2 separate regions of the Oryctolagus cuniculus genome follow, and region 1 is linked to region 2. The links are chromatin contacts, called in public Hi-C maps. All regions are on one chromosome and are shown on one strand. The core of a region is the stretch at or near the end of the contact, and the rest is flanking DNA. Distances in the headings are between cores, read along the strand shown.

Region 1 (5,431 bases), core at 1,362-3,861, 82 kb after region 2:
AGAAAAAGAGACGGAAAAAAGCCGGAGCTGCGCTGATCTGAAGCCAGGAGCCAGGAGCTTCTTCCAGGTCTCCCACGGGGATGCAGGGGCTCAAGGACTTGGGCCATCCTCTACTGCTTTCCCAGGCCACAGCAGAGAGCAGGATCGGAAATGGAGCAGCAGGGACTCAAATCAGTGCCCATACGGGATGCCAGTGCAGCAGGCAGTGGCCTAACCCACTATGACAGGACCCTGGCCCCTCTTGTTTATCTTTCTAATTCAAAATACACTCAAATGCCTACACAGCCAACTGACGGGACTAAATGAGCTCGTGGATGGCACGGGCTCAACACAGGGCCTGGCAAGCAGAGAGTGTGTGAGCAACGGCCGTTTCCCTTTCGGTAGGGTGAGTGCTGAGGAGCAGTAGCTGTGGACACGTCCACGGAAGGGGTGACGTCGACCACGTCCCACACAGGGGGCTGGAGTCCAGGACTCTTTGCCCTGCGGAGGAAGACCCTGGGGCAGGGGGCCACAGATGCTGGCTGGGCCTCCCGGGAGTCAGCCACCCTTCTCCCGGGGCGAGGTCTCCCCAGACTGCCTTTCGGGGAGCCGCTCCTCCCACACACAGAGCTCGTGTAGTTTGAGTAAGCTTACCTGTCCCCTTACACACAGCTCAAAATAAGACTAATTGCAAAAGTAGTGCAAGGAAGCCCAAGACGTGTGTTTTCCATGGCTATTTTGAAATAGCAATCCTTTACCTTCTCTCCTCTGCTTCCTGTTCCTCCCATCAGAGTCAAATTCACGCCTCCTGCAAGCCAGAGAGGCACCTGTCTGTTGGGTCGCCCAGCGCTGCCTCACAGTGTGTCACCTGAGCCGCAGGAATCCGACTGCTGCCCAGGAGTCCAGGGGAGTGGACGGCGATGAGGGGGCTGAGGCTCACGGAGGTGAAGCCACTGCCTGGCGCCAGATAGCTCGCAATGTATATCGAGTTGCTGTACTTCATGTATGTAGGACAACACCTTGCTCATGGAGATGTTTAAGTGTTAGCGACGGTAATAAAAAGAACCACAAAACTTAAAACGTGGCTCGGAGAATAGAAAAGATTTCTAGTTCCACGCAGTCGCTTAAACCCACATTGCTTCCTTCCCGCTGCTCTGCTGCTCATGACCCCAGCCTCAGGGGCGAAGATGGCTGCTCGAAATCTGAGTCGGCTTTCTGTCTTCTTTTTTTATCTTTGACTGCAGATGCAAACTGGCCAAGGACACCTCCACGTCCTGCTCTCGGAGAGCAAATGCTCTCGCCAAGAGTGTAACCACATAATCACATTTAGCGGCAAGGAGGGCTGGGGAATAGGGCTCAATTCCAAGAGTCCATCAGGCATCACCTGGGCCATTCACTTTCCTGCTTTGGGTCTCAGTTTCCTTGTCTGTAAAATGGGGACAGGAAGGGGACTTACCCCTGGACTGCTGCTGTGAAAGCACTCGCCATAGTTGGGGACACGGAGCAGGCCCTCAGGGGCGGGGTGGATGGGGGGAGAATGGCAGCTTGAGAGCATGGAAGAAGGAAAGTCCACGGGAGCGGCAGTGTGCACTGGGTCCAGGTGGCACGCATGAGCAGGCTTGCCTGAGAAAGGCCCAGCTCAGAGGGACGAGCATGTGGGCCGGGAGGCCAGAGGGCAAGGGGCATGCTTGGAGTGGGCAAGGGCCAAAGAGTGACGGCCCCGGAGAGACAGACTGAGGAGTTTCAACTTGACCCTGGTGGTGTTTGGAAGCCGTGGAGTTAGGAGCAGAGTGGAGAGAGGCAGGCTTGTGCTTGGGGGAGGTCTCTCTGTACTGTGAGTAGAATGAACCCGAGAGGAGAGATGGGGAGGCCAGAGAAGCCGGTCACCCCGATTCAGGCAGCAACGAAGGCCCTGGGGCAAATGGGGGCCCGGTGGGGTAGATGGGAGACACGGTGAGGAGACAGACGGACTAAGCCCAAGGAGATATTTTGGTGTGAAAACACGTGGATCTCAAGGTCTGACATAGGCAGGTCTTCTTTAGCTGAATGAATGACTCTATCTGAATTGCTTAGGATTAGGTGTGTGGCTTTGAGAGACAAAATCATCGGAGATTAAACCAAAGGAACCAGGTGGTCCAGCACTGGTGTGGTTGTCCATAGTGTTAATGTCCAGGCCTCTCCACCTTGGCACTTTGTCAATCATGGGTCAGACCGCATGACCCAAAAAGGCTGCATCAGCCACTGCATCAATATTCCAGCCAGCAAGAGGGAGAAAAGAGAAGGGCACCTTCCAGAAGCTGCCCTGGCCACATGGCACGAAAGGCCCCAACCTGTGCTCTCTACACTGGGCGTCATACAGGGAAGAAGAAGCTGGAAGTCCTGCTGCCGAAGGAGATGGGGGCAGGGGCGACCGTGTCAGTAACGTCCTACTGATGTGGGGCCACTGGAAGGGGACAAACTTTTCCCTTGGGTGGGACCCAGCAGGAAGACGAGGCTGTAGCAGGTAGGATCAGATCAGAGTAGATGCTGGGATTCAAGTCTAGGAGGAGACGGTCTGCAAATGGGTCCAGAGCTCTGGAGCGACGTCTGAGCCGACGATGAGCATGTTTGGAGTAAGCACATCCATGGTTGCCATGGGAACAAGGGTGCAGCGTGATGGAGGAAGACGGCCAAGGACAGAGCTGTGGGGGATGCACACTTGAGGGAAGCTGGAGACTGAGAAGGAGCAGCAGGGGAGGCTGGAGGAGCAGCAGCAGGAAGGTGTGGAGGGAACTCAGGGAGACGTTTCTCAGAGAAGGGTGTGGTCAGAGGTGCCTGGCGCAGCTGACAGCTCAGGTAGGGCACAGGCTGAAAGGAGGCCGTTCAGTTTGGCAACCAGGAAGTCCAAAATCACTAGAGAAGCTGAGAGACAGGCATCAGCTGCAAGGGGTCAGCAGGACGTGGGAGGAGGGCACACAGCTTGTTGAAGGCCTCTTCCCCTGCCTCAGCACTTTCACAGGACAAATGAGCTGCGCCTGGTGCTCCATCGGAGTCTTCTGCTGGACGGGAAAGCATTGCAAAAGCTCTCTACCCCTGTTTGACCCCAAGGCACCTGCTTGAGGTGGGCTGCGACACCCCCTTTAGCCTGCAGGTGGCAGCACCACACCAAATGACACACCTGGACCAGGCTTGCTGAGACTCCCATAGTCAGGGAAAGGAAGCTTAGCTCCCCCAAGGTCTGGGACTGGAGCGGGAAGTGGAGCGAAAGGAACGGGGGTTCTGGTTCAAATCCTGGTTCTGTCGCTGACTGGCTGTGCCTGCTGCTTGGTGGGCAAACTTGGGCCAAGCAGCCCAACCCTGCATCCCAGCCACGCTGGGTGAAACAAGGGTGGCTGTGCCTGATGTCCTCACTGGCAGACCTGGGGCTGGGCTGGGCTAAGCGGGGCAGGCTCAGAAGCAGGAGGATGGGATCCAGCCTGGCCGCGGGGGATGCCTAGGGTCCCAGCTGGGACCGGACAAAGTCAGGGCTTTGGCATCCAGAAAGTTAGGTTCAGATTTTGCAGATGAGGGAACTCAGGTTCACGGACAAGGGGAAATGACTTTCCCAGGCAAACCAGAAGCATCAAAACTGAATTTTAGGGGAGCAGTTTTTGTGTGTGATATTTTGAGGGTGGGTGGGAAAGCTTCCAAGTTGTATCATGAAAAAAATTAGAACTTTGGGATTTCTATTTTTCTCTTTTTTGGAAATTAAGTAATTTATTTGAAAGGCAGAGTTACAGAGAGAGAAGGAGAGACAAAGATTTTTCATCCACTGGTTCACTCCTCAAATGGCCACAACGGCCAGGGCTGGGTCAGACTGAAACCAGGCACCTGAACTCCATTCAGATCTCCCAAGTGGGTGGCAGGGTTCTAAGTACTTGGGCCATCCTCTGCTGCTCCCCCAGGTGCATTAGCAGGGAGCTGGATTGGAAATAGAGCAGGCAGGACTTGAATGGGTGTTCATGTGGGATGCCAGCACCACAGGGAGTGGCTTAACCCGCTGCACCATGATGCTGGCCCCATCTGTTTTAATTTTCATTTCTTTTAGGGGCAGAGAGAGAGAGAGAGAGAGAGAGAGAGCTCTCATCTGCTGGCTCACTCCCCAAATGACCACAGTGGCCAAGCTGGGAGCCAGGAACTCAATCCAGGTCTCCCATGTAGGTGGCAGGGATCCAACTACTTGAGCCATCAATGCTGCCTCCCAGGATCTGCGCTAGCAGGAAGCTGCAGTCAGAAGCCAGAGTTTGGAATCTAATGCAAGCAGGCCGACGTGGGACCCGGGCATCAACCTCAGGCTAATGAGCAGCCCCTGTGGAACTTCTGGGCCAAGCCTGTGTGTTTTGGTGATTTCTGCACTTAGGACATCTGAAGGTTTTCCTCTCCCCTGGACCCTGTCTAGCACCCAGATCCAAGTGCACCCCCACATCTGTTCCTTCCTTGCAGGGGCAGAGCTGACAAGGGGTGTAAGGGGGCACCCGGGACAGGCCTGCCGTTGAGAGCTACAGGCTCAGCTCTGGGCTCTGCCCTGGCTTGCTGGGCCTCAGTTTCCCCAGATGAGCACTGAGCTTCACCTTGACCTTCCCTGGCCACCCCTCCCAAGAGGCCACTCCCAGAACAGCTGTCACTCTCTCATTTCTGTTTTATTTTCTTCTCAGCGCTTATTACCCTCTGAAATTATCTTTTTTGTTTACTTCCTGTCTAGACGGTGGTCTACTGTCTACTCTGCGTTAGCAAGGACTTGGCGAGTTTGGGAGAAGCCGCAGTAACCTCGGCAGAGCTTGACACACAGTGGCGATGACCAAACAGCCGTAGAGTAAGTGAAGGCAAGCAGAGATGAGAGACCTCTCCAAGGCAAGTCCTGGAGCCCCATGTGAACTGCTCGGTTCTGCTATCTCTCTCTCTCTCTCTCTCCCCCCCCCCCCAGACATGCTGGGCCTAGCCAAAGGCCTTCATGGTGGGGTGTTCTGGCTCCAAAAGTCCAGCCTGTTTCCTGGGTCCGGGGTGGTGCACCCACACCAGCCAGGGTCTTTACTGACGCCTTGTGGTGATGGGCACACATTGCAGGGGCCTGGAGGATTCGCAGGCGGAGCTGCCCAGCCCGGAGGGGGCCTTGCTTCCCTCCCTTCCAGTGGGCATTTGTTGCTGGGGACTGTGATGACCACAAAAAAGAACCAGGTGTGTTTCTCACCCTCCAGGAACTGAGGTCATCCTGGGGAAGGGGAGGGGTGAGGGGGCTAGGAGAGGAGCTAAGGGGGAGTCTGGCAGGAGTGAGGGGGAGGTAAGGGCAGACCCCACCCCAGTCTGAGCAGGCAGGGCGGCCTGGGTGGCAGGCTCAGGCTCGTCTGCCCAAGGAGTGTTACCAGCCGTCTTCCCCACTTCCTTCGGGAAATCTGCCAGTCTTCACCCATTTTAGAGGGTGTTGGGGAGAGAGAGA
Region 2 (5,528 bases), core at 2,174-4,673:
CACGAGTGTGACTTCAGAAGCATCTCTTGTCTCTAAAAAGCAAACGATAATTCCATCAAGACTCAAACTGTGTTCAATGCAACAGTGAAAACCAATGGTCGTGGGGGAGCCTATGGCGCCGTGGGTTAAGCTGCCCTCTAGGAGTGACAGCTGGAGCCCTGGATTCTCCCCTCTCCTGATCCAGGTCTCTATACTGATGCGCCCTGGGAGGCCGTGGGTCATTGTCTGCGTATTGCGGCTCCTGCCGCACACTCTGGAGGCCTGGACGGAGTTCCCAGCTCCTGGCTTGGGCCTGGACTTCCCCTGGCTGTTGCAGGCATTTGGGGAGTGAACCAGCAGGTGGAAGATCTCTCTCTCTCTGTCTCTCTCTCTGTCTCTCTCTCTCCACCTTCTTTCTGTCATTCTGCCTTTCAAATACACAAATACATTTTTAAAAATCAGGAGTCGCTTGATCAAGAAATAACCGCTGGGGGCCGGCACGCTGGTGCAGTGGGTTAAGCCGCTGCTTGCAATGCCAGCATCCTGGCTGCTCCTCTTCCGATCCAGCTCGCTGCCTCATGACCCTGGGAGAGCAGGGCGGGCGCCCAGGTCAGTGCCTGGGTCCCTGCTGCCCACGTGAGAGACCTGGCTGGAGTTCCTGGCTCCTGTGTTGGCCTGGCCCAGCCCTGGCTGTTTGCAGCCATTTGGGGAGAGAACCAGTGGATGATGTTCTAATCTCTCCTCTCTCTCTCTGTCTCTCTTCTCTCTCTCTCACTCTGTCTTCCAAATAAAGAAGTAAATTTTAAAGAGAAAACAATTGAGAACATTAACAAAATAACTCGTTTTTATTTGCAAACGCTTACTATTAAATAACACCTATACTCTTATGTTAGCAAACGGGAAAACCAGGAGAACATTGAGTGAGGCATCAGTGTTCGCTATGTACTCACTGCGGAATGCTGCAGACGGCTGTGTCCTGCCCAGAACAACAGTCAGACTCCCCAGGGTTTGGTGAGGGCCCCCGGACCCATTCCTGCAGCCGGGGCCTCCATAAAGCTTCAGCTGAAACAAACAACCATTACTGAACTCGGAGAGCTTATGGAGGGGACGTCCAACAGTGGCCAGATATTTTTGGCTGCTGTATATCTTTGAGCGGCCGAGCAGACCAAAGGGACCACAGCACGGCAGTGAGAAGGCTCTGTCCCACCAGCAGGGACTCCACGACGAAGCGTAGAGACTCAGGCCCCCCGTGTCTGCTCGGAGTCTCCGGAGCTTTGAGACGTGGAGCAGTGCTCATCGCGCGTTCTCGTTGGCTTCCGGATGGAGAGAGGCCGAGCACAGAACAGGTAGCTAGTTCACATGAAGCGCAAAGATGCGCAGTCTCACCCGTCACTAAGTAAATGCACAATAAAAGAAGGCAGGCTTTGTCACACAGAAGACGGGCAAACCTGAGCAAGCCCTGTAGCATCCGGCGCGCCCAGGGGGAGCAAGGGCTCTCCTGGAGGCTGGGGGCTGGGGCTGGGGGCTGGGGGGCTGGGGACAGCCATGCAGACTCAGGTGGAAGTGTCAGGCAGGGGCGGTGTCCAGCTGCATTGGACGGAAAGCCAACGACTCCAGCAAATAGGGATTCACCCTCTGCCCTGGGTAGGCCTCAGCTGACGCTCTGGTCTCATCTCCTAGGACCATGCCCTTTGACCTCTGCCCTTTGGCCTTGCTGACACCCAGATGAAGTTAATGCTCCTCCCTGTCCCCCTTCCCCAGCGACACCAAGTACCCCCAGCTCTTTGGGAGAGAGCCCCCCTTGGGCTACAGCAGCCAACTCGGGCTCTCGCGAATGCCCATGACTTGACTCTCCCTGGAATGGGCTTGAACCAGGGCTTGGGGAAGAGAGTTTAAAAGTGGCAGCCAGAGGCCGGCGCTGTGGCTCACTAGGCTAATCCTCTGCCTGCGGCGCCAGCACCCTGGGTTCTAGTCCTGGTTGGGGCGCCGGTCCTGTCCCGGTTGCTCCTCTTCCAGTCCAGCTCTCTGCTGTGGCCCAGGAAGGCAGTGGAGGATGGCCCAAGTGCTTGGGCCCTGCACCTGCATGGGAGACCAGGAGAAGCACCTGGTTCCTGGTTTTGGATTGGCGCAACGCCGACCGCAGCGCCCTTGGGGTGAACCAACTGAAGGAAGACCTTTCTCTCTTTCTCTCTCTCTCTCACTAACTCTGCCTGTCAAAAAAAAAAGGGGGGGGGGCAGCCAACTTGCCTTAGGTTGGGACAAACTTGGCGGCAAAACCTACCCGCCAGCACTCCACGGGCTCAGGCTGAGATACCCTCTGCAGGATTTTGCTGGAACCCCACGCCGGGTGGCTTCCTGTTCTTCCCTGCTCCACTTGCTCTGCAGCCTTGCTGGTTATTGCCCACCCCCCTCTCACAGACTTCTCTACGTGGATCCTGTCTCAGCATCTGCTCCTGCATTCCCTGACGTAAGACACAGTCTTCTCGGGGTTCCCAGAGTATGCTGACGACCACAGGGCCTTTGTGCGTGATCAGGAATGCCTTCCCCCAGATAAATGCTGGGTTCACATCTTCACTTCATTCAGGTCTCTACTCAAACGTCATCGGTGAGGATCCCCTTAGCCACATTGCCCAAAATAGAGCCTTGTCCCAGTTTCTGCCTTGTGTCCAGCTTCATTTTCTTTGTGTCACTTGTCAGCACTTAACTGTATTTGATATATATTGCTTATGGTCTTTCTCTCCACCAGCATACATCAGAGGCTAGGGGTTTTGCTTTGTTTTATTCTTCTCCTTAACTCCTGGGCTGGAATTAACGCCTGCCAGAGGAATGCCTCAGAGACACGTGCTGGTTGAACAGACGAGTGAGTGACACCTGGGGATCTATGCAGCCTTGGGGAGTGGACAGTGGTGTTCCCCTTTGAGTGAGGGTCTACCTACAGCCCTGGCATTTTTTGCTTATTAGAGGAAAACAGCTTTTCAGATTCCAGAAGCATTTATTGAGACATCAAAGTTGTGTTCAGAGCCCCAGGGGAGGTTTCCAGGGGGACCTAGACCCCACAAACGGGTACTTACAAGCACTGGGTGGTCTGTGCATGGGCCTGTGCACACAGAGGAAGAAGCCATCACTGCTGCCTGGGAGGGTCCAGGAGGGCTTCATGGAAGAGGCCACATCTGACGGAAGAGTGACGCTGGGGGAGAAGGTGGATTGCGTTCTGTTAGGAGGAGTAACGCAAGGGAAGGCTTAAAGCCTGGGGCCTGAACGCGTGGGTGAATCAGAAAAGCGTGCCCGAGCCTGGCAGGATACCCAGAACCGAGGCCACAGTCTCGGGTGGGATAGCAGCGGCAGGGAGGAACCCTGGGTCGGGTTTATGCTGGGGAGCGGCAAGGGGAGTACGATGGGAGTGGGTTCCCCAGGAGGCGACGGGGATGAGGTGGAGAGGGGAAAAGCCTGGGGTGGCAGGTGCTGGGGGCTTCGCTTGCTGTCTCGGCGCGCTCGCCGCTGCAGGCGCACAGCTGAGCTGTTGGCAGCAGAGGGCGCTGTGACCCAGGGCATCGCGGGGCACCGCACCTGGAGCCCTGCGAGACAGCGCACTCTCCGACCGCGACCCCTGCCGCCGCTCTGGGCACACAGCCTTGGGAAAGCGTTCCTGTTGCCTCTGGTTTGGCTTTTCCTTTCCCTGCGACCACAGCTGGGCGGGGCTGCTGCGGGGAGCAGAGGGCTAAGACCCTTGAGGGCTCAGAGCTCGCGGCCTCAAGGAGACAGCATCAGCACCTGCCAGGAACACTTGTGAAACGCAGGACCCCAGGTCCCATTGCAACCCGCATGCCCGGCGCTCACAAGCACTTCTGGTGATTTTGATGCAGGTCAAGGCCCGGAATCACAGATCTGAGAAAGCACCGCTAAGTGTGGGGAGAGCCTGCAAAGGCCTGAGCCCACGTGATGTAGAAGGGCCCTGGAGGACTCCCTGGAGGAGTCGCTCAGCCACGCAGAGGGAAGAGGAGAGAGGGGACAGAGGAAGGAGGGCTTCGAACTCCAGCTCAGAGGGGCCTACCTCAGAGTCTGTCCCACCAGCCACTCTTCCGAGCTCCCTAGGGGGAGCCCATGTTCTGAACGCTGCCTTCCAAACAAGCTGCTCTGGGTAGTGAATAATTCATTCACTTCCCGCTGCTTATTAATCAATACATAGAGGACTCCAATCAGAGGTTTTGATTAGCATGGGCTCTCCAGACTTCCTCCTCTGAATTAATAATGATCGAAACTGCTATTCCCCTGGGGCGGAGGCTGGCCCCGCTCCGAGCCGAGCACTTGACGTGGAGTAGCCCATTCACTCGCCACCGGGAACCCTTGCGTGTGGTGCTCTGACCGCCCCCAGCCGGCCCACAGGCGCACGGCTGTCCGTGCTGTGACAGGCTGGTCCTCCTGCAGAGCGGGAGGGAGCCCGAAGTAAGGGGTCCCAGCCCCAAAGGCCGAGGCTGGCCCGGGAGCTTGGTCAAGCGTGTGCTTCCGGGTGCGCACTTCACAGCGCTGGCAGAGCTCCTGGTACCCGTTTCGGTCCCCAGAGTCCCTGGGATTCTGGGAGTCCAGGTCAGAACCGCAGAGCCAATCCCGCCCTCCCTCTCCTCCCCCGCCCCTTCTTGCACACTGACTGTACAGACGAGAATGTGGGGGGCCCAAGCAGGTGCTGCCTTCCCTGAGCTCCTCAAAGCCCCCTGAGGTCACCACCTCCCCCGCCTCCCGTCTCCCTCCCTCCCTTGCTTCTTTCTGTCTGAAGCATCTCTGTGGCACAGGACCTTTGCAGTCCCCGTGGGCTCCAGGTGCTGCCGCCATGGGCTGTGTGACCAGGCGCCACAAAGGTGCTTTCCTGCAGGCGTCGGCAGCAGCCCTAACCCCATCAACTCTCGCCTCCCCCTGGCTTTGCAACACAGAATACAGACCCACCTGCCCGGCCCTGGCCCTCCATGCCTACCCACCTGTCGGCCCTCAGTTCCCACGCGGGGCAAACTCCAGGCTGGTCCCAACAGCCCTTTAGGGAGCTCTGGCTGCCCCGTCCTTTTCTGAAAAGGAACCATCTGGTAAACCGGCTCTGGGTCCACCTTTCCTCTCCTTGGGTCAGTTTGGTAAGCCAGGTTTCGCCATCTGCCTGCTAGGTGAGCTCGCTTTGTGTTTGTGCTAATAAGTGGGTTTAAGTGATATTTTCGGTGTGAGCTCCTAGGCGTGCGGACAGCAGTCAGACCTGGGGTGGGGGGCTCCCCACCAAGGGAGCTGGCTCGGGCTGTGCCTCGGGCACAGGTCTTATGCCCTGGGGAATGCTGGGCAAACACGAGCTGCCTCTCTTGCTCTCCCAGCTCTAAGGGAAAACGAGGAGTCTTGGGCGGAAGTTGCTGGCGGCCAGAGGAGAGAGACAGAAAACCCCATTTGTGAGCAGTCTGGAGTCTCTGCCTCCGAGGCCGGTTTCTCGGGATCGACTGTTACAGAAGCCAAAGCATCGGTCAGAATGCTTTTAATAAAAGTGATCTTGAACGTTGCTACAGAAGCAGGATGCGCTGCTT

The links. Hi-C and Micro-C count contacts between places; a contact is called where the count stands out from the background.
Region 1: a Hi-C map of an unstated tissue shows a contact between it and region 2, with 6 times the contacts expected there. The contact joins two enhancer-like sites. A contact is called at or near these places in 4 of 6 Hi-C or Micro-C datasets (ear pinna, embryonic fibroblasts, skin fibroblasts and 1 more).

What each region holds. Positions count from the first base shown.
Region 1 is chr7:132,093,145-132,098,575 of mOryCun1.1, forward strand. No RefSeq gene overlaps it. Among named protein-coding and RNA genes, the nearest start is that of CITED4, 11 kb to the left of the region's middle. Within about 2 kb of position 2,612, at least 2 of the 8 cell types and tissues checked have an H3K27ac peak or open chromatin away from gene starts, as enhancers often do.
Region 2 is chr7:132,010,463-132,015,990 of mOryCun1.1, forward strand. No RefSeq gene overlaps it. Among named protein-coding and RNA genes, the nearest start is that of CTPS1, 17 kb to the left of the region's middle. Within about 2 kb of position 3,424, at least 1 of the 8 cell types and tissues checked has an H3K27ac peak or open chromatin away from gene starts, as enhancers often do.